2 separate regions of the Oryctolagus cuniculus genome follow, and region 1 is linked to region 2. The links are chromatin contacts, called in public Hi-C maps. All regions are on one chromosome and are shown on one strand. Each heading gives the region's core, a stretch centred on a gene start, on an enhancer-like site or on the middle of the called end of the contact. The rest is flanking DNA. Distances are from core to core; before and after follow the strand shown. Region 1 has its middle 45 kb from the start of ETS1. Region 2 has its middle 280 kb from the start of ETS1.

Evidence for each region. Hi-C and Micro-C count contacts between places; a contact is called where the count stands out from the background.
Region 1: a contact with region 2 is called in a Hi-C map of embryonic fibroblasts, with 2.1 times the contacts expected there. The contact joins two enhancer-like sites. A contact is called at or near these places in 3 of 6 Hi-C or Micro-C datasets (embryonic fibroblasts, psoas muscle and an unstated tissue).

What each region holds. Positions count from the first base shown.
Region 1 is chr1:122,144,399-122,147,488 of mOryCun1.1, forward strand. It overlaps a transcript of ETS1 not described here. Among named protein-coding and RNA genes, the nearest start is that of ETS1, 45 kb to the left of the region's middle. Within about 2 kb of position 1,338, at least 1 of the 8 cell types and tissues checked has an H3K27ac peak or open chromatin away from gene starts, as enhancers often do.
Region 2 is chr1:121,822,772-121,825,496 of mOryCun1.1, forward strand. No RefSeq gene overlaps it. Among named protein-coding and RNA genes, the nearest start is that of ETS1, 280 kb to the right of the region's middle. Within about 2 kb of position 1,415, at least 1 of the 8 cell types and tissues checked has an H3K27ac peak or open chromatin away from gene starts, as enhancers often do.

The DNA.
Region 1 (3,090 bases), core at 88-2,587, 320 kb after region 2:
TCCCATCACTCACGGCGTGATGAGCCCCCTAGGGGACAGCACAGCTCTCCCTTCACCTCCAGGTCACTAGAGGACACAAGCCTGCCACCTAAAATTGCTCCCCATGTGATCCTGGGCACAATGACGTGGAGTTCCGGAAGTCTGGAAGCCAGCAGGACAAGGGACACACCCTTGTCTCTGCTCCACTCTGAACATGACCTGGTTCTGACCGCTCCCACCTCAGGCGACCCCTGCCACTTCGGTACAGGGTTCATCTGTCTGTGACTTCTCCCCAGCTCCACTTCCGCATGCCCCAGGGTAAGGGACTGTCCCTGCCTAGTGCAGCAGGCACCACCCTTCTCCAGCACTTGTGGTTCTCTGTCTACAGCCAAGTCTTCCCCACCCCTCCAGTCCTGCCATCGCTCAGCCATTCCTTTTGCTCAATCTTTCTCCTCTCTGCCCCCCTCCAAATCCCACAACCTTGGGAAAGAGGGGTTAGGAGAACACCAGTGTGTGCAGTCTCTTCTCCCAGTTAGTATCTGTGCTTAGCTAAGCTGCCTGCAATGTCCAGGTGTTTGCTTCTCAAACTTTCAGTACCCAACTTTAGGTGTGGGTTACTCACTGCGTCAACTCTATGGGGGCACATCGCTCTGCTTTGGTTAATTTCAGAACCTAGGGCTGGCCTTGGTCGAGGGCTATAGACATATAAGACACAACAAATATTTCTGGACGCTTCTGCTTTTTAAACATGTTTTGCACCTAGTGAGGAAGCCAAACTCACCCAGGGTAGATAGGCACTGTGATTCGCCATCCACAGGATACAGCTGTGTCATGGTCTGGCGGTGTCTTAGACGCTCATGCACTCTACCAGAAAGACAGAGGGCTGGAGGCCAGGAAGCCTGGGTTCAAGTCTTGCTCTACCACGAAGGAGCCCTGTGACTTCCGGTTTAACACTCAGTGCTTTTGCTTCCTGAGAAGGCTGGCCGGGAGGACCTCCGAATTCTTTGCCAACTCCAGATCTCCTTTTCGCTGATCCCTCCACATTCCTTCTCCTGACCTTGTGGCTAACAAGCTTGGGTGGATAAAGTACCAGGGCAGGGTGAGGAAGCCTAGAAAGCTAAAGGTTGTCAGAATCATGGTGTGGGTTCCTGACAATGTGCCCTTACAATGTAGGAAAGCCCTGCTGTTTGTCTTCCCTCTTCTCCCAAACCATGCTCAAACACCGTTTTGCCAACACATTCCCTGTGTTTCAATAGAGGACAGCAAACCTCGGGAAGTACCTTGCTTATGGGGCTCTTACACTGGCTCTCACTTGGTAGGTGCTTGAAGATGGCTTGTACAGGACACAGGCCAGCTCTCAGCTCGACGAGCTTTCACTCTTGACCCTGGGCTGAACAACTCCATGGGCTTCTATTAGATTCCAGATTCCCCCGTCCTCAGAAGATGCTGTGGGAGGGAGCAGCCCCTTCCATGGACTGACACTTTTGGATGAGCTGTCCTGGCAACACCAAGGAGCTCTGGTCAGACTGCATTTGGCCCCAAAGGACATGGCGGGGAAGGGGCTTCTTGGACGCATGTGTCCCGAAGGTCACACTGGTCCCGCTGCTTTGAGACGCAGAGGGTAAGGAGACAAAGTCGAAATCCGCCCGGTCCTCCTGCCTGTGCCTATCACGGAGGCGGGGGACGATGGTGGTGTGGCCACCAGGAGAGGCAGGAACAGACAAAATAGGAAACTCTCAAAGGGCAATTTAATTTTAGACTCAAGGCCAGGAAATTCTTTGTGAAACAATAAGAGTGATGGGCTTGGTCCTTGGTGAAAGGGCAGGGCTGACATGGCAGGTTTCTGAGAGAGAAACAATTCGGAAGCGCAGTGCAGGGTGCTGAGAAGAGAGAACCTAACTTTGCTCTCAAAGCAAAGCTGTGCTCGCCTTCTGTGCGGATCACCTGGGCAGCCCGCCATGTCAGCGACAACACGGCAGCAATGCAGACCAACCTGAGAACCCAGCGGCTGCCTCTTGCAGCAGCCAGTGCTCAAGAGAACATAGCCTGGGGGTACAGAGGGCTGCGACCTTGGAAACCACTGTCCTGGGAGCCTGGAGTTGCCACACCCTGCTGAGTGATCACAGGTGATATTATGGGTAGCATGTGTCAGCTTCTAGTCCCACAGATCCTCCTGTCTCCACTCAGCATGGAGCCTCCCAACTGCATGGCACTACAAGGTGTCAGCTCCTAGGCATCTCGTGATACGGAGATGCAGGGTGGCGTCAGCTCGGAACATTGGTGTGGGACAGGGTTGGGAGAACTTACCATGGCTAAGAGACTACCCAGCAATTCCAATTTGTTCAGCAGCCTACAAAGGGGAATTTGGATCTTTTTTTTTTTTTCTAAATCAAAGAAGACCAATTTTCCATCCACAAGGCATATGGATGCATTAATGAAAGTCTGTTTTAAAAGTTCTTACAAATAATCAGATATCTGAAGAAGATGAACCACGGTCGGATAGTAAGGAGCTGCTATGATTTGAATGAGTCCTCCAGAATGCATAAGTTGAATCTGAATCACCATGACAGTGCTACAAGTGAGTCTTCATGGGTGACTAGGTTGTGAAGGAAGAATCCTCAGGGACCAGGACACCTACAAAGGGGCCTGAAGGGGTGGTTCCCTCCGTCTGTTCCCTCAGGTGAGGGCACAGTGCTCATTCCATCCAGAGCACATTATCAACATGGCACCATCCGGAGCCAGTGCTGTGACGTAGTAGGCTAAGTCTCCACCCATGGTGCTGCCACTCAATATGGGCAACAGTTTGTATCCTGGCTGCCCCTCTTCTGGTCCAGCTCTCTGCTGTGGCCTGGGAAAGCAGCAGAGGATGGCCCAAGTTCTTGGGCCCCTGCACCTGTGTGGGAGACCTGGAAGAAGCTCCTGGCTCCTGGCTTTGGATTGGCTCAGCTTCAGCTGTTGCAGCCAACTGGGGAATGACCCAGTGGATGGAAGACCTCCCTCTCACTCTGTGCCTCCCTCTCTGTCTGTAACTCTGCCTCTCAAATAAATAAATAAATCTTAAAAAAAAGAAAAAGAAAAACCTGGCGCCATCTTGGAAGCCAAGACAAAGCT
Region 2 (2,725 bases), core at 165-2,664:
AGCGTTCTTTCAGTTAGAGAAATTGTACCACACTGGAGGGTGGAATCCTATAATTGAAAAGATCTACAGAAAAAGTCATTTAGCTTTCTTCTGGTGTCTTTTTGAGGCTGGAAGGGGTTAAAACTTGCTAAAACAGACAGCCACAGCCGTTGGTGCCTGTTAGCAACGTTTCTGTCCTGTGGAGTCTTGTAATCAGAAATCCTCGCTGCTCTTCTCTTCTTCTTATTGTTGCTCTTGACATTGGACACACAAGTCCCTCCTCAAATTTATTCTTCCTTGTCCTGTCCTCTGCAGAGCTGGCCTGAACTTCAGAAAGAGGTACACAGTGCAAAATGCACTCTAACAGTGCCTTCTGGTACATGCAGATTCCTCTCAGGAAATATATTTTGCTTAACAAAGAAGGTATTCAGAAGCTGTATCATAACCTCATTTTAAAAATTGAGTTTTGTCTGATCTTCTGTATATATAGAAAATTGAAAATGAATCTTGATGTGAATGGAAGGGGAGAGAGAGCGGGAAAGGGGAGGGTTGCGGGTGGGAGGGAAGTCATTGAGGGGGGGCAATGTAATCCATAAGCTGTACTTTGGAAATCTATATTCATTAAATAAAAGTTTAAAAAAATGAGTTTTGTTTAAACAGAAATCCTTCCAAGATAAGAAAAAAGACCAAGAGAAATTAACTTACTCTTCTTAACACATTTTGGTATTCATAAAATTAGGATTAAACCTGTTCTTACTTTTCATCAAATGACTGCCTACATGTAAAGTCCAATTGAATTCTCCCAAATCATTTGAACCCTAATACATTTCCAGTAGTCTGGGGTGGGTGGCATCATGTCTTCTAACATCGTGCCACTAGGGGGAGTGAAACCCAGCAATCTGCAAACTACGCCTGGCCAGAACCCCAAGGTTGGCTGTTTCACCTTTCTGTTTAAACCAATGATCCTCAGCTCAGTTGCCCCAGAAAAACAGGAGCATCTGGTGTGCTGTGTTTATTCTGAGGTTACGATTTCTAAAAATAGTTTTCTGAAAAATCTCCCTGGCCGCTGGGAAGCACGCAGGCAAGTGGTGAGCCAGGAAGTAGGAGGCTCTCTTGCCTCGGGGGACCCTGGAGACTGGAAGAGTGGGACAAGAATGCACTCCAAGAGCACAAGCGAGAGCGGGGGCTGCAGGGCAGCGCTGCAGGTGTCTGTGAGGCCCAGGCCAAGCCAGACTCGCTGACCCCTCCGGGAAGCAGGGAGTCAGCTGGGAGAAGCCACAGAGGAGGAGGAGGGCGGCTCCTACCCTGAGGCTGCGGTGGCCCACACAGGTGTCATGGGAAGGGGTGGGTGTCACTCTGGATGACAGATTGGCTTCAGCCAGATGGTGGCGGGTGAAAGAGGCCTCACCAACCTCTGCTGGCCTTCCAGACAGCGCAAGAGCACACGTGTGTGTGTGTGTGTGTGTGCACATGCGTATACTACAATGGTGGGATGTGGGCAAAGCAAAACTCTGGCGAGTTCTTCCCATTTTCCATATCCAATTCTCATTTCCATGATTTCAGTTCCTTAGAGAATGTCAGCACTTGTCGAGTCATTTTCATTATTTAGTCTCCACCCTAAAATTCCCTCAAGATCTAAAGGCAAGAACGTCCCCCAGAGGGATCTCTGTGCCTCTGGAGGATAATTCAGACAACCTCCCTGGAGGTCCCCAGCTCGGAGGCTGCCTACGCTGCCACCATGTCTTCAGCAACTCTCGCCTTTCTTTCCTCCCTGTCGCCACCTTGCCTCGCCAGGGAGGCATCAACTGGACGCTCCCTCCGGGGACTGGGGCCTCTAAGAGAAGTCCCGGATTATGGCACACAGAGAATGGGAGACCCTGGGGCAGAAAGCACGCACCCAGAGAGCTCGGCTGCTCCCCTGTCGCACAGGCAGCAGCTCCTCCCGGCCTCCTCCAAGGATGACGCGTTTCTTCATTCCCCTGATGAGTTTATGGGAGAACGTCGTCTATCAGACGCAGGACAAGTCTGTCATCGGAACATTTAGTGCAGCAGCCGAAATTGACAGTTTCCGAGCCTTTGTGGTCAGGCAGAGAGAAGACCGGGAAGAGTGGGAAGAGAATTCTGGGTTCTGGTGCCTGCTCTATTGGTCTCGAACGCTAGCTTCAGGCAGTTCGCTTTCTTGGTCTGTGAAATTGAGAATGTTAGGTGAGATTTTCTGTTAGATGATCTCTGGTCCCGAAGGTGCATGCTGTCTGTCTGGTGAACATGGGGAATCTCCTGCCACATTTAATCGACGACCACCACCTCAGAGTGAAACGTGAAAGGCCTGGGACAAAGCACGTGCCAACCTCAGGGTGCCTCGCCAGTCTGTGTAGGAGGAAACGAATGTAAGAAGGGAGCCGACTGCATGCATTCTGCCTCATATGGTTATCTCTAGGGCTTGTGCCCGTGCAAGCAAGATGAGGGTGTGGAGGAAGGGGAGGGGGACACACTGTCAAATGTCAAGTGTTGAGCGAAGGCTTTGAACTCTGACAATTGAGATTTCCGGTAACTTTGCCTCCACTTCTGCAAAAGGGGGGCGGGGGGTAGCAGAGAAAAAGAAAGAGACAAAGAGAGAGAACTGAAAGTGATCCAAACATGAGGCCATCATCATGCAGATTTCGTGTGAATATTAGGCAATAATAATATCTAAGTTACTTGTAGGTAATCTGGGACTTGGCTATCATTAAGAAAAATCTCTGGATAT